2 separate regions of the Mus musculus genome follow, and region 1 is linked to region 2. Evidence: chromatin contacts called from public HiChIP or PLAC-seq data. All regions are on one chromosome and are shown on one strand. The core of a region is the stretch at or near the end of the contact, and the rest is flanking DNA. Distances in the headings are between cores, read along the strand shown. Region 1 holds the start of Zfp385a (zinc finger protein 385A). Region 2 holds the start of Hoxc13 (homeobox C13).

Region 1 (5,372 bases), core at 814-3,313, 420 kb before region 2:
GTGTGATCTAGTACCATCCCTGAGCTTACTTCTTGGATTCTTCTATGTCTGTCGTCTCTGAACTGAGCTGCCTCTCCTCAACCACCCTACCTGCCCTGCAGATAGGATGTGTCTCCCACTCCGAGGCCTGAGCAACCCAGAGGAGAATGGAGTCTGTCTGTGGAGATCAGCCGCCCGAACCTTCTCCTTGCTTGCCTGAGTTGGTGGAAATGGAAGAGAGAAGTGAAGAAGTAAACGGAAGCAGAGCGACTGGAGATGTCAGAGGGGGAAGGGGCTCAGGAGAGGCAGCTGGCAAGCGGGAAGATGATCTGGGGGTCTCAAGTTTCTTGACATCAATTAGGGCAGCCGGCCTGGACTCATTAGTAGCCTGGGGTGCAGGGGCTCATCAATAATGAATCTGCCCCACACAATGCTCCCCCAACCCCCCAGCTGCCTGCAAGGTCACCGCACCCTCTAGCCAGCTGCCTCCCATAGTAAGCTAAGCAATCCCTCATCTGAGTTCCACCTAACTCGGGAGACCCTGGAAAGACAGTGTGGGCAGGTGGGCCTGAAGGGCAAGGAGGGGGCTCTCGAATCAGCCAAGCCCAGTGCTGGCCCTCGTTTTAGTATGTCTCCTCCCCAGGGGAGAAACCTGGAAAAGGAGAGGAGGGGCTAAACCTAGGAAGCAGGCTTTCTGTTATAGAAGTGCAGGAGGATTCCAGCAAGTTAGATTCAAAGCGAGAAGATGGCCTCTCGTGGACCCAGAGATCCCACATCTTTCCTCAAAGCAGGATCACAGGACTCAAAGACTAGGGTGCCGGCACCCATCTTTCACCTAGCCTTGAGCTGGAGTATCTTGGCAATTGCAAACAGCTTTTCACAGATGGAAGGCAGACATTGCTGAGGCTCACAGTAGGAACAAATCTAAAATTCCTGCACCTGAGTTAGCAATCAAGCCCCAACTTCCCGCCAGAAGCTGGAAATGCCCTCCTTTCCTCAAAGTTTCTGAATCCAATCCTATCACTCATGACCCCGCTTTTCACTCTTGCCTCCACCCTCCCTAAACCATGAGTGTTCCAATTCCCAGTCTCACCCCCTCTCCCTCTGGCTGGGTTGGCCTAAAGCTGGCTGCTTGGCCTTCTGGGAACTCTGCCTGCTGCCCTCCCTCTTGTGGCAGGTACAGACAGGTTCAGGCTGTAGCAGCTGCATCTTCCCTAGATACCTATCCGACTCTCACACTCCAGCTTCCTCCTGTTTGCCTTAGGAACATCCCATTCTCAAACGTCTCCCCAGCCTTCTTACACCCCTGCCACCTGAATCAAAGCTCTTCTTGGTAAGGTGTCCTGCATTTAACCCCGGGATAAATGCCCCTCCTCCCCAGCTCAGTCCAGGACATCTCTATAAGGTTGAACCTCGCTGATTCTGACCTTCTGTCATCTTCTAAATAGCCTAGCAATCACCACTGCAAGCTTCTAATTTCTGCCTCCTCAGGACCACTGAATGCAATCTGTTCACTTAGCTTCCCCTAAGAACACTGTCAGATAAACCTCGAATCCATCTTCAGAACCACGACTCACCTCTGATAGTCAGTCTCGACATCCTGCTCCGAAGCGGAACAAAGTAGGACCCAGGCATCCTCCCTGCACCTCCAGGGCCCACCCAGCCCATTGCTCTAGAGGGGCATCACTATCCCACTCAACCCGGGCTCTGTTCCTCCCCAGATCACTTAGGATCCTGTCCCTCTATCAGCTGAGAATGAGTCTTCCCGCCCTCAGACTGAGCCACTCAGGAACCCAGGCATTTTAGTTCCCAGCCTCCTCAATAACCTCACACCATCTTGTTCCCCAGCCCCAGCTAAAGCGACATCCTAAAACCCAGAGATTGGGGGCGGTAACTGAAAGGCTGGAGGAAGCGGGAGGCTGCCAGGACGCCCCCTCGCGGAGCCCGGGGTGCCAGGGTGCCCCCTCCGGTCTTCACCTGCTGTGGGCCCCGCCCCCGCTCCGCCTCGGCCCGCCCCTGCTCCTCCCCGACTCCTCCCCCCTGTACCCCGAGTCCGACCAGAACGGCCCCCGGGACAGAACGACGCGGAACCCCGGGAGCCAGGGTCCCCAGCATGATCCTCGGTGAGTGGTCTCCACGACTCTGGGATCCGGGTCCCTGGTTCCTTCTCACTGGGTCACCAACCCCCACCCTCCCTCACCTCGGCACCGCGGTGACTGCGGCCGCCGGTCTGCCACTCATTCCCCCTCCCCCCTCATCTGGCTGCACATCTGGGGTCCCCTCTTCCTCTCTTCCCCTAGCTGCGGTTTCTCCTGGTAACATAGGGAGGGGCAAAAGGAAGGCCGAGAGAGCGAGACCCCCGCCCCATAATGAGAACATTGCGTATTCATGAGGCTCATGAATATTATAAGACAGTGCAGGAGAGACTGTGGGAGGGGGCTGGTCCTGGCCTGGTAGAGTTGGAGTAAAGGTTCTGACCCGTCACCTCCAGCGCCTTCCCCCACCCTTGGCTTAGCCACTCCGACAGCCTTCTGGGCCCAGGATAAGAGGGAAAGGAGGAAGTGGGGGGCGGAGGAAGAAGATGCTGGGTGTAGCTTCGAGGTGAGTGTGGTGGGAGGTGGGAACCTGACGGGTGAAGATAAGGGGGCTGGGTAGAAGAGCGGGTGGGAAACTGTCCATCCCGGGCTCTTGCGGCTTAGATCCTGTCTCCGCAGCCATCCTGCCCCGACACGCCGGGACCTGCCCCTCTCTCCCTGCGCCGGCTGCCTGGGCCCTTCTTCTTCTCCTCCTTCTTCCCTTCCACCCCAGCCGTGGGTCGGGGGCTACAGGAGACCAAGGAGAGAAGGAAAGTCAGAGTGGGGGGAAGGGAAGTCCCGCTGGGCTCTGACAGCCAGCCCGTTCAGCCTTGGCCACCCCATCTTCATGACCTACATCGGGAAGGGAGCCCCAGGGATGGGGGAGGAGAGGGCCTAGCTGTACTCCGGACTCCGCAGCAGCCCCTGCCCTCAACCCTGCTGCCACAGCAGTGCAGGGCCTGCTCTGACCTCTGACCTCCACCCTGGCTAGGCCGGTTCCAGGGCCCTGTTTATTGTGAAGCCCCCTACCACTCTCAGACACCTGTGGTCTCCCTGCCCCCACTGAGGACACCTGGCTCTGTGCTTATGCTGAACTATATCCCGTGTCCTCATCCCTCTCCCAAGACTCTCTGCCTGTGTTCTCTTCTTTCCAGTGACTGTGTATCTTTCCTAGCCCATTTCTCCACTCTTGCGTCCTTCCTCCATCTAGCTGTTGTGTGGTCTCAGCCTCTCTCACGACTTTTATGCCTTGCTTCCCTCCAGCTGGCCAACCATCATAGCTATTTAAATCCCTCTGCCCCAAGGCTGTCTCTAGTAGGTGGTCTGCCTTCTAATTCCGGGAGACACCTCAACACAGTTTAGACTCAGGACCCTAACACACAGGCTCCACATTCTGCCTACCGTTGTGTTCCTGTACTCTAGCTGTATCCTGGGCCAGCTGTAGCGGCTATAGCCTGCTTGCCCAGAGTAGGCCAGGCTAAGCCTTGTTTGCCCTGGTCTGGAGGCCACTTTAAACTAGGTATCAGGCCTGGAAGACCCCTGCCAACACCCAGCCACAAGAAGACTGAATCCAAACTCTCTGACATTGGACCCTGCCACCAACTGGCCCCAGCCATCTCTTTGGAGGACATGATAATTAACTCCCTCCTTTTGCCAAGTCCACAGGGGGTGGGAATCTAGTGGTGCCCCCATTCAGCTTAGCTTTCCTCTCATCCCCTTAAATCCCAACGAGGGAGGAAACTGCCTGCCAGTGCTCAAGACTCACCTTTAGAATCATACTGAGGTGTTCGGGTCTGAATGCTAAGGTCACTGAGTCCTCTACAAGGCAGCCCTAGAGGAACCCTGAGATGGCTGTGCCCAGCTCAGCTGTATGTGGTGTCTCATGCCTATCATCACAGCAGGTTGGGGGAGGTTATTGGGAGTCGAGGCTAAAGAATAAGTTCATGGCCAGCCTAGGCTACAGAGTGAGAACCTAGCTCAAAACAAAATTAGAGCACACATAAGAATCAGGGCCTCAGGGTTCAAGATGGTAGTTCTGAGTTCAGACTCCTAGGCTGCCACTGTCTAAGACCCTGGTTTAGTGAGGGGCGGAAGCCTGGAAAGGGAGGGTTCTTCTGATCAGGTTGGGAAGATTTCCCAAAGCTCTGCAATAAGCCCCTCCCTTTCTAGGCATCACCTCCCTCAAAGCCCCACCCCCACCCACATATACCCCGAGGTTATTAGGGCTGGTGTTTTTAGTTGTGCACAATCATCCCCTTGTCTCTTTCATCTTTGACTTCAAAGCCTTTCCAGCTCTCTGCCTGCCTTCTGCCAGGATGAAGGAATTGAGGCAGAGGGGACAGATTCACTGGACTTGACCAAAAGGATAAGAAACAAAAGTTCAAGCCTTTCTCCACTACCCTGACCCTAAGTTTGGCCATTTCTGAGGAAGAAGCTAAAATGCCCGAGGGAAAACAGAGGTGGTGAAAGATGAAATCTCGATCTCAGAGACTGGTTCCTTCTTAGTTAGCCTCATGAGGTCCCTTCACCACCAAGATTTCAGTCTCACCTCAGTGAGACAGTCACTAACTCACAGCCCTACCCTAAAACCTTCCCCACTCCCGCCCTACCCTGATGAGCCACTCCCAGAGCAGACTCCGCCCAAGCTGTTCCTATTCTCCAAGTCAAGCCTGCCCAGCCCACCAAAGAAAGCCCAGGGGCCATGGCACAGGACCTGGCCAGACCTTTTAGGGGAGGACGGAAAAGAGCAGCCCTCACAGAGATGAAGGAAGCTAGATATGACTTGACTGTGGGAGACTGAATGCAAAAAGTACCCAGGGCTAAACGGGGTTTTGGAGGTGGACAGGTGGGTTCGAACCAAGAGTCTGCAAGCTCACCCTTGGAAACTGTCTTGAATAGAACGTGTTAACAATCCCCCAGGGAGTGAGGGTGGGGCTCTGTCTGTTGGAGGTAATTACTCTAATGAGCTTCGCTCTAGAGTCGCCTGCCCCAGCCCGACCCTAACTCCTCCCAACCCCACCTAACCTTCTCTTCCTCCAACCTTGCTGCAGCCCTCACCTCCCACAAAACAAAAGCCTTGGATTTGTTCCTTCTTCTCAATCCCTTCCTCTTTCCCTGTCTCCCTTTTCTTCTCCAGTCTACCCAGTAAAACATGATGCTTTTAAAAAAATCTTACTCTGTGAGACCCATTCAAGTTCCTCACTAACTGGTGTGACCTTGGTCTAGTAATACCTGCCATCTGAACCAACTGTCATTTATCATAAAAGAATTCATTTATTCAGCAAACATTTATTGAGTGCTTGCTGTGTCGTGCCAGCA
Region 2 (5,209 bases), core at 2,362-4,861:
ATCCCCTGCTAGTCTTTGTTTTGGGGTAGAGGCTTCTGTGCAGGGCACTCCAAAGCCTGCCCACTTCATTAGTAGGCTCTGGGATTTAAGGACAATCTTTTGCAGCTAGTGGCTCTTTCCAATCCAAATTCAAAGACCGTCAATATACGGGCTCCAAAAACCCACTGTTTTTGTTTTGTTCTATTCTATAATCTATCTGTTCTTTCTTTCTATCTATCTATCTATCTATCTATCTATCTATCTATCTATCTATCTATCTCAGAACTGTCTTTTTCTTCTTCCATCTAATTGTCTCCTGGGATTTCTGCCCTTCTTGGTGAAAAAAGAAAGGGATCTATACTCATCACTGTGTGTGTGTGTGTGTGTGTGTGTGTGTGTGTGAGAGAGAGAGAGAGAGAGAGAGAGAGAGAGAGAGAGAGAGAGAGGAGAGAGAGAAACTGTGAAGCAGGGGTCTATATAATTGGGAGAAAGAAGCCACAACTCCTCACAGCTCTAATTATCTAGATCTTTCTGAACAATTGCCTCCATCTCCCACACCAGCCCAGACTATCATAGGTGAGGTTTCTCAGAGCCAGAGGCAGTGAAGAGAGACAGTGGTGTTTATGGCTAGATGTTGCCGAACAAACCACAATTGCATAGACAGAGTTATCTGAAAAATCTCACTACTTCTAAAAGACTTGTGTGGGTAGAAAGATGGAGGGTGTCTGAAGATAATTTCTTTTTCATCTGCCTCCCTCCTGGACTTCTTCAGGCACTGAGAAACGCCAGCCAGAATCTACTTCTAGTGGGGAGCATGAGCTCAGAGCAGTGGAGGCACACTGGATTTTATACCCACTTCTCTGTTGTAATTTGCAAGTGTATTAAATCTCAATTGGGATGTATGTTTTTTTTTCATTTCAAAGATATCTTTCTCTAGGAGGCTGTGATATAAACGTGTTTATTTTTAGCAGAGTGGTTTGTGTGTGTGTGTATGTGTGTTGTTCTTGTTTCTGGGAATCTTTAAGATGTTTATTTGCTCAAAGATAATTCTGAGCTTCCCTCCAGCCCACCACACAACCCACATGCCTATACAGGAAAGCCACAGCAGCTCTTTTAGGTACACTCTTCATTCCAAAGACGTTGATTTTGCTCTAGGCCTGAGTCCTTACCTACAGTGAGCAGGGTCAGCACCGGATTCCCAGTCCACTGGCTCTCTTTCAGTGACCCTTTAATTCCACTACCACAAGGATTCCTGCTGGACCTTCATTTAAGAAGCTTTCTGTCTTATGAGCTAGAGAAGTGAAGGGCAGCCTATTTTCTATAAGTGTATTATGGAATGCCTACATATGAACAGTCTATCTTATAGATATGTATCAGTCTGTGCTTCACATGAATACGTTTGTATAGTATAAAAAAAAATCTTATAGTCAATGAGGAGAAGGTGGTGTATGGTACCAATTGTACCACAACCATGTCCTTGATTCTGGCTGTGAGAAATAGGGTGCCTTGTGTGGTTTTAGCTCTGGTACTGACTTATAACAAGTGACCTTGTGCTGTTTTTCAGAATGTTTTTGCTACATTCTATAATATCATTCAGTGATTCTTCTCCATCTACCTCTCCACCCAATCCCGGATGCAGAAGAATTTCAGGCCTACCGTAAAGAGTTCTTTGGGTTGATCTTTCCAATGAAAAATCCCAGGCCTGGTATGGGAGGCTAGGGGGGGCTCCTTTTGCACACAGTGGGAAGCTATCTTAGGCTTCTCTGGACTCTCAAGGATCTTTGAAGCTATTAGAAAAGAGGACTGTCTGTCTCCCACTGAGCTCTGTACAGGAAGAGTAGACCCAAATGCTGGCTTCTCTAGACCCTCAAATCCTTATCTCTCAGATCAGAGTGGAACCCAAAGCTTCTGATGCAGTTTTGGGAAATCTGGGCCGGTCTTTCTCCTCTGGGGAGTGATGGGGGCGGTATGGAATCCTTTCCTATTCAGAGACAGCCACAGAGGAACAACACAAGAGTGCTCTCTTCTTGCATACACAGCCAGACAAGAGTGGTCTGGACCCCGGACCACAGCACAGGTCTGCCTCTCCCACCTCCCATTTTAGAACCCCTTTCTCTGTCTGGAATGCCAGTAAATCTCACTTGGAGGATCTGGCAGTGGATTCACAGGATTAAAACTGTGTACCAGAGCGGCAAAGAAAAAAATTGCATTCCAGGAGAGGATTCAAATCTTACACATTCCCTCTACAGAGATTTTTAAAAATCTCTTCTGTGCTCTTATAAAACATTCATGGTTAAATTTAAAAAGAAAAAAAATTGTACATTTCTATAGGCTCTGGAGAATTAGATCCCCATTTTAATGCTATAGTATCTGGTGGTTGACAGCTCCTGAAAACTCGGGCAAGGTAAAGGTTCTTATACTCTCCCCAAATCCCAACTATCCACTGGGTTGAGGGTTTTGGACTAAGTTCCAAGACACCAGAGGCCCAACCCCAACCCATTCCTGGCTGGAAGCGGATTTAGGGGCCAGGATCCCTGAATGAGGCTGGAGCAGGCTGGGGGAGGAGGAGGCGAGCTCCCGACCAGAGCCGAGCCGAGCCGGCGCTCGGGCGCCTCTGATTGCTTCACTCTGGACCCGGCAGCTCCGGGGAACGTGTCGGAGCAGATTTCTTCCCCAGCGCATTCCTCAGCATAGCTCGCCCGGCCGGCTCCATCGACAGCCTAGCCGAGCCGGCGCGCCGGGGCCAGACGGCGGGGGTGGCTGAGGCGCGGAGCCGCGGGGCAGGCAGGGCGGGGAGGGGTCCCTGGCGGCGGCGGCGGCGCCGCCGCTCAAGCCCCTTCCTTACCTGGGAAGGGAGACTTCCAGAGGTGGGCGGACTGCGACTGCTCCTTGGAGCAGTACACCTGACTGTCCCAGCCATTGGAAAGAGCCCAGTGCTGGTAGCCTTCAACAGGGATGAGCGCGTCGTGACGCGGCTCCGGGTGCCCGCTGATCCCAGGCACCACCGACACGTCCAGGTAGCCGGGCATTGCCTGGTAGGAGCTGGCGAAGCTGGGGTAGAAGGCGAACTCCTTAGCCCTGGAGGACAGGTCGTCACCAGGCAGCGCGCCCGACGGCTCTGGGTACTTGTCCCCCGGATGGTAGGCGCAAGGCTTCTGCTGCAGGTTCACGTTGTGCGACAGGCGGCAGCCGTAGTAGCTGCCCCCAAATGGGTAACCATAGCCCAGGGTGGCGCTGGACGAGGTGGGGGGCGCCGGCGGTGGGGCGCATTGGCGCGCCGCCTCCGGGGCTGGGATGTCCGTGTAGACGGCGCCCTGAGGGGCACCCAGAGGAGCCGGCGGGCGGGCCAATACAGGGTGCGGGAGCAGGTCGCGGCAGTGGCTGGCCGGGCAGCTACCGCCCAGCCCGTCCATGCTCGGGGCTTTGCCGGGGCTCGCTCCGCTGCAGCCACCCCCCGCGCCGCCCGCGCCGCCGCCTCCCCCGCCGCCGCCGCTGCCGCTCTCCGCCGCGCTGTCCTCATAGACGTACATAAGGCTCTCCGGCCAGCGCGGGTGCAGGAGCAGCGAAGTCGTCATGACATGATCTGCTCCAGCTTTTTAAAAACTCCACTTGCCAGAGGCAGCGAGCTAGGGAGACACCTCGCTCTCTTTTTCCCTCCCCCATCCCTCCTCCCTTCTCTCTCTCTCTCCACCCCTCCCCTCCTCCCCCCGCCACCCCCCCCCCCGGTGCTTCCCCCTCCCTAGCCGCATTCCCACTACGCATGCGGACACACTTCATTAAGAAATCCGGCGACTCCCGCCCTCCTCACCATAGCACGCCCCTGGTTCCCACGTGACCACAGCCGCTGCACGTGATGCTAAGCCTGGGTCTCCTGGGGTTCCCTCCCCGGGAGATGGGGCGGGGCGGAAAGAAATGAGAACTTTGTTGATTGGCTCACTGGAAAGGAAAAGGAGGAGAGAGCTGGGAGATTTAAAGGGACGGGCAACGCCCCCTAGGCAAGCCTTGTTAGGGGAGGGGGGCAGAGAGGCTTAATTTGGCCGACGCAAAGGGACCTAGGGAGAAGAGGATGGCTCCTCCTCCTAGGCTCTGGACTGAGAGACGCTGAGAGGCTCCGGTTCTCAAACAGATGGCTTTGACTACCGAAGTCTCTAAATTGGGGCTTGGAGCTGAGAATGGAGGCAAACCTGGAATTTTAGTAATAATAGTAATAGTAATAATAATAATAATAAATCTAGCTAGGAAGGCTCCAGCTGTGGCAGTCAGCTCACGGCGGACAAGGACCTCACCGAGCCTTTGGTGCCGAAACCAGAGTCTCAAACTCCGACCTCAGAGGCTTTCCCCAAAGCCCCAGTTTGTCTGGAAAAGGGCTCTCTCCTGTATCAGACATGATTGGGCGATTGGATTTCCCAAATGCAGACTTCGTCCCGATGTGGGGAGAGAAATGATGAAATACACTCAGCGAGAAGCAGAGGCTAACGGAGAGGGGCAGAAGGACAGATTGCCATTTCAGCATACAAAAGGGATACCGGAGACTCCCCCCGCCCCCACTCTCAAAGAAACAGAAGCAGATTCTGACTGAGCAAAAGGAAAGGCCGGGATGCTTGCAAGAGTCTCTTTGGGTTCACACAAGGAACTGTAGAAAGCAGAGAAAACCTGCCGCTCTTTAAAGGGACTTCTGACAGGTGCAACTCCAAACATACAAGTACAAGACCACCCCCCCTCCTCAATGGCTTGGGCTGATGGGGTGATAAGCGCTAAGGAGCCAGGCAGCTTAAGTTTAAGCTGCCTTATTCCCAGTTTCCTTTCAGGATCACTCTTGTTCAGGCAGAGTACTTAGATCCCGAACTGTCTTCTATGTCAAGAACAAATTAGCACCAAGTTACTGATTTTTATAACACTCACTTTTTTCTGCGCCCCCCCCCCCACTGGTTAGGGCCTCAGTAGAGTCACCCCTTTGCAGAGGGGCATCTCCATGGAATTGTGCCAAGCTCCCTTTCACACATACCCCTCCCTGAGGAGAAGAAGTAATAAAGAGCGAGCGAGAGAGCAGGAAAAAAATAATAAAGAGGGAGAGAGGGGGGCTGCGGTGTCTCTCTCCTTCTTGCCTCTGCCACACGTTTTAAATGCTGGGTGCTGATGTTCACACAGACTCTCAACTGTGAACACCCATCAAGACTAATCCTAGACCTTTCAATTGGAGGCAAATGTTGGAGCCTGCCTCAAGACCCCT

What was found. HiChIP or PLAC-seq counts read pairs in DNA pulled down with a chosen protein or histone mark.
Region 1: an H3K4me3 HiChIP or PLAC-seq map of neural tube shows a contact between it and region 2, with 3 times the contacts expected there. The contact joins the promoter of Zfp385a here to the promoter of Hoxc13 in region 2. A contact is called at or near these places in 5 of 39 promoter capture datasets (cranial neural crest, embryonic stem cells, frontonasal cranial neural crest and 2 more) and 2 of 115 datasets of contacts at active chromatin or transcription factors (neural tube and stem cell-derived neural progenitor cells).

What each region holds. Positions count from the first base shown.
Region 1 is chr15:103,336,777-103,342,148 of GRCm38.p6, reverse strand. Zfp385a (zinc finger protein 385A) reads left to right here and starts at 2,063. Exons shown (of 8, transcript NM_013866.2): 1 at 2,063-2,102. The coding sequence starts at 2,093.
Region 2 is chr15:102,919,533-102,924,741 of GRCm38.p6, reverse strand. Hoxc13 (homeobox C13) reads right to left here and starts at 3,611. Exons shown (of 2, transcript NM_010464.2): 1 at 2,825-3,611. The coding sequence starts at 3,554.